Regions from separate parts of the Mus musculus genome. Here region 1 is linked to region 2. A link is a contact called in public HiChIP or PLAC-seq data. All regions are on one chromosome and are shown on one strand. The core of a region is the stretch at or near the end of the contact, and the rest is flanking DNA. Distances in the headings are between cores, read along the strand shown. Region 1 has its middle 39 kb from the start of Gm34306. Region 2 has its middle 75 kb from the start of Gm34244.

Region 1 (5,165 bases), core at 1,401-3,900, 380 kb after region 2:
TGGCCAACCTGGTGGCCGTGCAGATATCCAAGTATTGCATCTAAAACCCACACAACTCCAGTGGATACCAATGTACCTTTTCCTGCAGAATAAGAATATTCCAGGCTATCAAGATGGCATGGTGGGTTAAAAACAGAACAAAACAAAACACCTTAATCCTAGAAATCTACTACATTATTGGAATCTAGAGGAACAGCAGCAAGGGAGCTGAGAACGGTAGGATTGTGGACCAGCACAGAGACACCCTAAATATTTACAGGAGAATCCTGAGTCTCTGAAGCCATTTCTAAGTCATTCTTTCCTAGTGAAGTTCCAGCCTTGAAAGATCAGAGGTTGGGACTGCTCTAGACTTCCTGGTGCAGACTTTATTTGCCTACTTGCTAATAAATGCCTGCATACATGGCAACATCTTCCTTTCTCCTTTGGTTTGTCATTGCACCTTAATGGATACAGTGACATCCCAGACCGCGGGCATAGACTCTGGGTTTCTAATTGTCAGGAGATATCAACATTTATCACATGAACCTTCCAACTATGAAAGGCAGTACTGATGCAAAGTTTTCAACATGACAAGTTTTTAATTAAATAACTGTGAAAGTAGATATAACAAAGATTGTGGGGTTTGTGGGAAAGTTTACTTTGGCTTTTGCTTTTTATTTAATTTTTCTATTTTTGGCATTTTAAAAACAGTTGTGAAAACTGTATGATTCTTTTGTTGTCCATTTTATTTCATTTATTATTTATTAATACATGTCTTTCCTTTTGACTACGAGAAGAGAAATCACTACTAATCCAAAATGACCACACAGCATGAGGAGGTGTGGACTATTGCTGTCACGCCATGGTACAAAACATGGGAATTATTTATTATTAAGTCCCTCCACCAATACAAAAAATTCTTTTTATAGTCTGGGAAGTTTTGAAAGTACTTATAAGAAGGACAAAGTGGTTGGTTTCCTGGTGTTCAATAAGTAATTGGGACAGTGACAGGAACTAAAGGAGATGTCTGAGGTGAACTGAGGCAGGCTTTGAGAACCTGAAGAACAAAATGGTGGAGCAGGCAGGTGTACAGACAGGCAGTCTTCTTCCAGAAGGACTTAGACCGGTGAGAAGGGAAAGGAAGAGTGAAAAGTCTCACTTGCCATTTTTAAAAAATATTTTTATTAGGTATTTTCCTCATTTACATTTCCAATGCTATCCCAAAAGTCCCCCATACCCTCCCCCACCCCCCTACCCACCCACTCCCACTTTTTGGCCATGGTGTTCCCCTGTACTGGGGCATATAAAGTTTGCAACTCCAACGGGCCTCTCTTTCCAGTGATGGCCGACTAGGCCATCTTTTGATACATGTGCAGCTAGAGTCAAGAGCTCCCGGGTACTGGTTAGTTCATAATGTTGTTCCACCTATAGGGTTGCAGATCCCTTTAGCTCCTTGGATACTTTCTCTAGCTCCTCCATTGGGAGCCCTGTGATCCATCCAATAGCTGACTGTGAGCATCCACTTCTGTGTTTGCTAGGCCCTTGCATAGTCTCACAAGAGACAGCTATATCTGGGTCCTTTCAGCAACATCTTGATAGTGTATGCAATGGTGTCAGCATTTGGAAGCTGATTATGGGATGGATCCCCTTGCTTACCATTTTTATTCAAGCTGAAATGGCAATTTGGCTAAGTTTCTGCTAGACTATAGCATCAAGAAAGGGGTCTCAAGGAGCAGCCAAGAAGGGAAAAAGAATGAGTATGCTTGCTCTTGTGTGTGTGCAAGTGCTCAAGTTAGGAGCTGACAGATTCAGATGTGTGAGATTAACCTAGTGGTAACACCTGTGCACCTTTAAGGAATTACCAACACACTAAACTTCTTACAGATGCATTGGGTGTATAGAAAATAATACAGGAAAATGTGTTGCATCGTTAAGGACTTTGCTTTAATCTTTAAGTCACTTCTTCACCATTCTTTTTTTTTTTTCCTCATACATTTCAAAGCAAACAACAAATGATTTTATATGTGGGTAAAATTTAGAGGTGCAACCACAGTATTATTGCTGGAGTATATTTGGTTTCAGTGTTTAACAGGAACTGACTCTATGTAAACGTTCAAATAACATAAAACAATATTAATACCAATAACAGCAGGTATAGGGTAATGTGCAAAACCAGAGAGCTTTTCCAAAGAATGAAATATGCAGAGAATGTCTATGAAACACCAAGAGGAAGCAAACAAAGACAGAAATGGGAGGAACACTGCAGTGATGGTTCAACCATTAGAGAATAGCCCCAACACACACACACACACACACACACACACACACACACACACACACACACGAGAGAGAGAGAGAGAGAGAGAGAGAGAGAGAGAGAGAGAGAGAGAGAGAGAGAGAGAGAGAGAGAGAGGCGGAAGTGGGAACTAAACAACCCCTGCTTCCAAATGCTATAGCAAGTGAGGACTGTTTAGCCACCACATCTTCAGGCATCATCACAGATAGGTCCAAACCTGAGCCCTGCCATCTGCCCCAAGTGTTTCTGCTTTTCCGGGCTGGGCTTGCTCCTTGGTCATCTGTGAATGGAATTCCAGAGATCATAGAAGTTTCCCGACAGTTTGCAATCACGGAAGTGTGTCAGCTCCCTGCAAATGAGAAGCGTTGTTACTCTACCGCTGTTATGATGGCAATGCTCTGTTGTATGCATGTGTATTCACGTCCAGTGCTGGTGTATAGCTAACCTTGACATAAACACGTCCATTCTAAGACTTTCAAGGTTCCATTCAATTACAAAATATGGCTTTGGTTGAGACATTTCTTTCGGGATCTTTTGAGAGTCGCTGGATTTTATGTCTGAGGAAATGGCTTTTAAGCATTATTTTAGAGGGACACGTGGAAATATGTGATCCATACAGCACTGAGAGGTCTTGCATGCAACAACCTTCTCTTCACAGTGGCCCTGGTAGCTCCTCCCCTTCTCCATTTCGTTCGTTCTCGGTCACCAATTTAGTACATGCACTGGCTTTCAAATGTTATCTGTGTAAATTCATCTTCCACAGCTGGACACTTTCAAGAGTTTTTGTTTCCTGTGTGGTGAAGCAGCTTTCCCCTAACGACTGTTTCCCATCAGTGCCCACAAGACCTACCTTCTTAACCACTGGTTCAACGGTTTCTTACCACTTCCACCTCTCCATAGAAGCTGCATTCAGGACGAGTCTCACAAATCTTTGTTCCCTAGGCTGTGAGACTGATAACGTCTCACAGGACTTGACCTTTGATGAACAATTTTCATCTGACCCTAAAAGTACAACTGTCAAATACTAGCAGATGACACCCCAAATAAAAACAAACCCTTGTCTGTTTCAAATTCCCTACAAGGTAGTGATCGGTGCCACTGCTCTGGGTAGTAGACGCCTTTGCATTTGTCTAATATCGAAGGATTTTTTTTTATTTACTTAAAATAAAAATGTTCCATGTTAATTATTACTCCAAGAACAAATTATTAATATCATACCCATGTTTCTTAAAAAGAAAGTATTCGAAAACAGTATTTAGAAATAATTTTAACCACTGATTTTTAAAACATGAAATTAACTTGGATCATTTTTCATAAATCAAGTAATTACTAAAGTTCAATATCAGTCTATATATAATATCTTGCCCTTGGCACTAATCTTGTTTTGTAATTTTTGCCTTTATGTCATCAATGTCTAGGTCATTTCCAAAAGATTTTATCTTAATAGTGTTAGAATAGAATTACTTCTGGATCAAAGTATATCCTGATTTCCAAATCTGCTATGCAGAGAATGACACTATCCAATATATCTTCATGCAAGCATGGATGCTGAAGCAAATGGAGAAGTATGACTGTCCCAAGAAGAGGTGGAAGCACAAGTTGGTGTTTATTACTGCCCTACCCACAGAGCATGAATATGCCACAGAAGGATAATTTTTCTCATCAACAGAGTCTCTCATACACAGCTGCCAATATGTCAGCATTTGTTTCCTCCTACATTCTTTCTGATGTAGTCAAGCAGATTTCTCCATCCCAAGTCTTCTCATAGACTTTGATTTGGCAATGCTGTGAACTCCCCCAGAGTGGTATCCAACTCTGGCCTCTAGAAGCACCTCCGATGCTATGAAGAGTTTTGGGATCTATTAATATGTAAAGTGAACCAATAATTAATGTCCCATAGGATTGTTTGTGTGGGGTGATATAATCACTGAATTATCTGTTTCTCAGTATCTACTACTCCTCTAAAAAAAAAAAAATGCCTCGATCTCTCGCTGAGAACTCTTCCTGTTCTGTCCCATAAAGTTCATGATATTCTTTCCAGTTCAGCCCCAGCAAAGACATATTTTCTCTGAATATTTGGCATTGTTACTCACCAGCAGTAAAACCTTTTACAGTATAATCAGATATATGGGGACAACTATAGAGCAATCATAATTTTTTTAAAGTGATATCGTTTCATAGCGTAGCTTGACCTTTGATAGGATTATCCCTTCTGCTGGAGTATACCAAACCAATTTGTTCCTCCTAAAGTCCTGTATATTCTTTGGTTCTAATCTAAATGGACTCTTGTCTCTGGGCTGAAATACTTAGTTCTTTCATCAGGACAAAATCACTCCCCTAAAAGTCCATAAAGACTCCTCACAAATATTTTGAAGTATGTCTTGTACTAGTGTCTAGTTGCTTCAGCTCATATATAAAGTAAAATACGCTAGTGTGATGGATATATTATTATGGAGGTTCTTCTAGAAAGTACACAGAATTACGTTAGACAATGATTAACGACACAAAAAAATAGATACATGTATGTCCATTTGGGAATGGTTGTTACTATAATAGAACCCTCAGTGATGATAATATTAACACATAAATAATTATTTATTTCATGGAAGAATTACAAGATACATACTATATTTAGTAAATACATACAGAAAAATAGTATGTTATCTTTTACTTAAATACACCAAATTTTAGAGCTTATATTTTACTAATTTTTTATATGCCTGCACACTTCTTAAAAATCTTTGTGCACACACACGTGCATGTTTGTGTGCATGTGCCTCTGTGTGTGTGTGTGTTTTCTTGAGTATGAGTGCAAATGTGAACATGCCTCATTCACATATGGAAGTTAGAAGACATCCTTCTTTGAGACAGTCTTATGTACTTTGTTGTG
Region 2 (5,550 bases), core at 2,237-4,736:
TATATACAAATTCTGAATAGCCGTGCATGTGCATGCCTGCCTCCGCGCGCGCGCGCGCGCGTGCGTGCGTGCGTGCGTGCGTGCGTGCGTGCGTGTGTGTGTATGCTTACAGGGAAAGCACTCATCCAGTAAGACATCTCCCCAGCCCTCCCTGAGTAGTTCTGATTCCAGTATGATGCTTTTGAGAAGCATACAGTTAATAACATGTGTGTAATACAGACTGCCTTCGAACTTGTGAACCTCATACTTCCTCCTCTTGAACATATCCTACTGGCCAGCGCTACCATGACTGGCAAGATTCCATCTATGAAGCCCCTGTAGGATATGTAGCAACGAAGTTCTTTTCTCCATTTGGAGCTGTCTCCTCAGGCTGCTGGTTGGTTCATTTGCATGCTGAAGCTTTTTTCATTTAGTACAATTCTAGTTATCTGTTTGTCTGTTCATGGGGCTACTTCTTGTACTGTCAAAGTCATTTTCAGAAAGACCTCACATGTGCCTGCATCCTAAAGTGTTTCTACCAGCAGTCTCAGATCTTATAATTTTAAATTATTTTTTGTGCACTAATTGGGTTGTAGCTCTCATCACCAGTACCACAAATTATAAAAATTAAAATAATAAAACAATACACTTATCTTTCAGATTTCTGGAATATAGATGTTTGTGTTGAGTTTAATCTAAGCCACATTGTAGTGGAGACAGATCAGGGTACTTTGCATGCTAAATGTTTATATAGGATCTTTGCTAAAGTGTAACCTATACATCTGTACATGTTATTTACAGTTAGCTTTTTTGAAGGAAGATACTAGAAGAGGGGACCAAACCCAGTATCTGGACTCTGCTAGTGAAGGACTCTGCCTGGGCTGCATTCCCAGCTGCTGCTGCTTCTCCTCCTTCTTCTTCCTCCTCCTCTTCCTCCTCCTCTTCTTCATGTTCTTAATTTTATTTACATAATGTGTATATGTGTCTGTGTGTTTGTGCACACACACTTCATGGTATGCATGTGGAGATCAGAAGACCACTTGTAGAATTGTTTGGTTTTTTCTACCATGTGGGTTTGAGGGAAAAACTCAAGTTATCAAGTATGGTTACAAGTGCTTTCTTACCCACTGAGCCATCTCACCCACCCAATGCCAGCTTATTTTATTAAGTGCCAACAGAGAGTAACTTATACAATCCCAGGTAAATTGTAGATAGTTATTCTCTATAAGAAGGACAGTTTTTCAATTAATGTTAATTTAACTAGTATAGTGGATGGTTATTATGTATCTCATTTTTGTGTTGATTAATAATCCTCTGGAAACATTTCTATGAGTATCACTTACTGACTAACAAGATGCATGATGGAAAAAGACCCATTTAAAAAATGCCATTTTAAAATTCTGTCCTTTGGGGTAGTTGTCAGTTTCACTTCGTTGCATGGTGAGCCATGCTCCTTTTTGACATAACAATAAATAATAGCAGCCTATTCTTCAGTTCTGTAACAAAGATTGACTAAGATGACTGGTAAGTAGGGAGCAATGTCATTGTGACAGAGAATTCACATTCATCACTTGCAATCTTCCCCAGCAGGGGAGTGCACATGTCCTAGCAGGGCACAGCATCTGAGCCAAGGCTGCTGGGTTCTGGGGCTCTGCACTCAGTGCAGATATGATGGTGCCGGGAGACCCCTATATGCTTCCTCCTTGTTCAGCTAGGTCAGGTTTTCAGTTGCATTTTGTCCCCAACTCTGTGGATTTGAGGTTTTATTCCATCCCTATGGTCCTCCCTAAGTGTGGTATATTCTGTGACCGTCTTACGCTATTTAACCTGTACTATGTGTCTTAGAAGTTGAAGCTAGGACCCTGTGTATACAACATACAACATGCTTTGTTCGTTTCTTAGCTATGCTTACAGTATTTTGTTGTAGTAGAAACATGAGTCCCAGCTGTTCTGTTTTACCAATAAAGACTCAGGACTCAGACGCTGTGGTGAAAGCCTGCTAGCTCAGAGAGGCAGAGAAAGCACTCAGCTGACCTTCCTACTGCAACAACGTCCCAGAAGGAAAATTCTCCACCAACGCCCCAGAAAACCCTTCTCCTCAACGTTCAGACTTTCTGTTTAATTCTGTTCACTTTCTGTCAGCCGTTTGCTTGCCCTGCCTCTTGACCTAGGGTTGACTTTATTTAGCTCTTGGAATAAAGGTGTGAGCTAGGGCTGAGTCAGACCACAAGGCTTTTTCCAGTTCACAATCTTGGGGTTCACAATGTGATCAAACATGCTACAATGGTGTCCCTCTTGCCCCCTCTTACTTGCAGTACCTGAGGCCTTGTGCATGCTAGATAATTGCTGTACTTAAGTTATAGTTCCATAGTACTGTGCTTAAATGTCTTTCTGATGCTTATGGTAGTGTGCTGCATCAAATGTTTCAGAGAGCTCAGCTGGCTTGTTTCCTCCTCACACACTGTACTTTTGGATGTGAGCTAATTTTAGGGTGTGACTTTTTAGATAGTGTATATGTTACATTAGCAGAGGCATATGCTACATAGAGACAGTGTAACCAGTTAGCTAGCTATTGTTCTGGAGGAAAGCTCTGAAATGCTCCATTTTAAACTGAAGATTCTACAGATTCAGAAGCCAACAGATTTTCTAGCATTGAAGCGGGCATCTTGTCCCTGCATCCTGAGAAGGAATAATGGTTATCTTGAAATAGAGACATTGACACGGGAATATGGGTATCCTTACACATACTGCAAAGTCTTATGATTCCTTATTTTTTCTGTTTTGTTTTATCCCATACTTATTCTCCCTTTATTTCATGGTAACAGGATTATTTTTGTAGATCGGAAACAAACAAGGCATATTCAAAATAATTCAAGATTCGTTCACATTGTAATAAATGATACTATTGGCAAAACAGTTTTTCATGTTAACAGAGCTATACATACCTTTTAAAATTAATATTTTCTGATCTATCATGTTTTGGTTCTTTGTCTCTCACTCCTATTTCTTCATGTCTGGTCGCTAATGTTGTGTAGTAGAATATATTCCAGTGGTGCCTTTTGAATGGTTTAATGACTGATATGTTATACATGAACACCTTTCCTGTGCTTTCCCATTGTTTTCACTTTTCTCTCATCATTTTCTATGACTTGGTCACAATTTGGTTTTAGTATGTTTTGAAAATAAAATTCATTCTGACATAGCTATGGTGCTTAATCTTAGTTGTCAACTTGGTTGGATTGAGAAATACCTAGGGCACACTGCTTCTGGTTCTCTCTCTCTCTCTCTCTCTCTCTCTCTCTCTCTCTCTCTCTCTCTGTGTGTGTGTGTGTGTGTGTGTGTGTGTGTGTGTGTGTGTGTGTGTGTTTGTGTGTGTAACCACAGACAATTTGCATGTGAGACAGAGAACTATGGAGGAAGGCCTACACAAAATGTTAGCAACATTGACTAATAGGCTGGAGGCTAGAGTGGGACATGAAGTGGAAGATAGGGGTGCTCCTAGGGCCTCACCAGCTCCTTTCTCCATGAGTGGGTGTGTTGATATTGTCTACAAACATTGGGATCCAGATAGTTCCACTTTTGAGTGTGGATTCACACCAGCAGCATTCCAGGAAGCTTCTAGATCTTAGCATAGGACTGGGGTTGCATCATCTCTCTCTTTTGCTCTGAGGTTCTCGACTTCTTCTTCGTTCCGTGGCTGTCCAGATAGCAGATGCTACTGTGGAGCTCTGAAGCCTCTGATCATGCAAGCCATCCTAATACACAGTAAGCTCCTCACAGACCTCCCATAACTGCTTTTAGACTGCACTGGTTCTGTTCCATTGAATATATTTTCTCACGAGTTGTGGTAGTCACCATTGACTTTTATTGAATATTTAATTCATTAATATTTACCAACCACACAGGCAATGCCTACAGCCTATTTTCCTCTCAGCCCCATTTATACTGTTGCCTAGCTAGACTTAGCTCAAGCACAATGTATATTTCAGTATTGAATGTGTGAATGATTATGATTTGTGCTCATTCATTTTCTTGTTGCTTGCCCTCCTAAATACACCTTTGTTCTCTCGGTGCTTCTCACTCTTTCTCAGTGAGTCCCAACCTGTAATTTCTATTCCATGTACTCCATTCCCCTCTTTATTTCCCTTAAGACTTCTTCCTTTCCTCTCATGATCCCTTTCTGGTTTTATGACCCTGCCATGTAAATAATGCTCTACATATGCATATCTATGTACATATATTGCATACACATATGAACACATATGTAATATATGTATATATATTTGTATAAAAATATATTATTTTGAAAGCATGGAAAATAGTAGGGTTTGAGTTTTTCCTCCTAGTAAATAATAAACATGGGCTGTTTGTTCAATTCTAATAATTATTTTATATTTTAGTATATTACATGCACTAAATGCTCTGTATTGAATAATTTTCTATATCTTCTTATTTTGCTTAACATAAGTATTTCCAATTACACCAATTTTTATGAAAACATTAAGATTTCCTTTCTTCTGTTTTATTAAAACTTGATTCTTTTCTCATACAATATATCATGACTACAGCTTCTGCTCCGTCCGTTCCTCTCAGCTCCTCCCCACCTTCCACCTCATCTGGAGCCATTCCTTCTCAGTATCTTATTAGAAAAGAACAAACTTCTAAGAGATAACAAACAAACATGACAAAATAAAATAGAATAAAATAAAATAAAATAATCACATCAAAGTTGGATAAGGCAAATGAACAGAAGGAAAAGAGCCCAAAAGAAGGCTCAGGAGTCAAAGACCCACTCGTTCACACACTCAGGACTCTCATATAACACTAAACTGAAAGCCATGGTATACACACTGAGGACCTAGTGAAGACCTGTGCAGGCCCTGTGCTTGCTGCCCCAGTCTCTGTAAAGTCATATAAACTTTGCTCAGTTGATTTAGGGAGCCATATCTTCCAGGTATCTTCCAAACCCTATTACTCTTACGTTCTTTCTGTCCTCTCTTCCATGGTCCTTGAGCACTAAGGGGAGGGATTTGGTGGAGACATCCCATCTAGAGCTGAGTGTGCAAAGATCTCTCTCTCTCTCTCTCTCTCTCTCTCTCTCTCTCTCTCTCTCTTCAAGATGTCTGGCTATTGATCTCTGTATTTGTTCCCATCTGCTGTAGGAGGCAGCTTCTCTGCTGAAAGCTGAAGAAGGCACGGATTTGTGATTATGGTAGAATATCATTAGAAGTCAGTTTTATCACAAGTTTTTTTAAAAATTTTTTTATTTAATTTTTTATTTAAAAGGTCAGTAGTATTTGGGTTTACCCTAAGTTTGTGGATTACCCAGTTTCTGGTTCTTGGTCACCCAGTCAGTGTCGAGTATGGATTCCAACTCAGGCAGTGGGCCTTAAGTCAAACCAACACTGGTTGGTTTCTCCCACAAGGTTTGTGCTACTCTTGCTGTAGCAGATTTTTACAGTCAAGTCAGCATTCTTTTTTCCCATTACTTTATTTATTTATTCACTTTACATCCCAATTGCTGCCCCACGCCTGAAGGTGTCCCCCTCACATAGTCCCCCCATCCCTCCT

The links. HiChIP or PLAC-seq counts read pairs in DNA pulled down with a chosen protein or histone mark.
Region 1: a contact with region 2 is called in an H3K4me3 HiChIP or PLAC-seq map of the SCID.adh cell line, with 10 read pairs. The contact joins two enhancer-like sites. A contact is called at or near these places in 1 of 15 datasets of contacts at CTCF or cohesin (pro-B cells) and 3 of 115 datasets of contacts at active chromatin or transcription factors (the SCID.adh cell line, large pre-B cells and pro-B cells).

What each region holds. Positions count from the first base shown.
Region 1 is chr1:137,803,906-137,809,070 of GRCm38.p6, forward strand. No RefSeq gene overlaps it. Among named protein-coding and RNA genes, the nearest start is that of Gm34306, 39 kb to the left of the region's middle. Within about 2 kb of position 2,651, at least 83 of the 459 cell types and tissues checked have an H3K27ac peak or open chromatin away from gene starts, as enhancers often do. A contact at or near this core is called in the SCID.adh cell line, where this site is marked.
Region 2 is chr1:137,425,860-137,431,409 of GRCm38.p6, forward strand. No RefSeq gene overlaps it. Among named protein-coding and RNA genes, the nearest start is that of Gm34244, 75 kb to the left of the region's middle. Within about 2 kb of position 3,487, at least 10 of the 459 cell types and tissues checked have an H3K27ac peak or open chromatin away from gene starts, as enhancers often do. A contact at or near this core is called in the SCID.adh cell line, where this site is marked.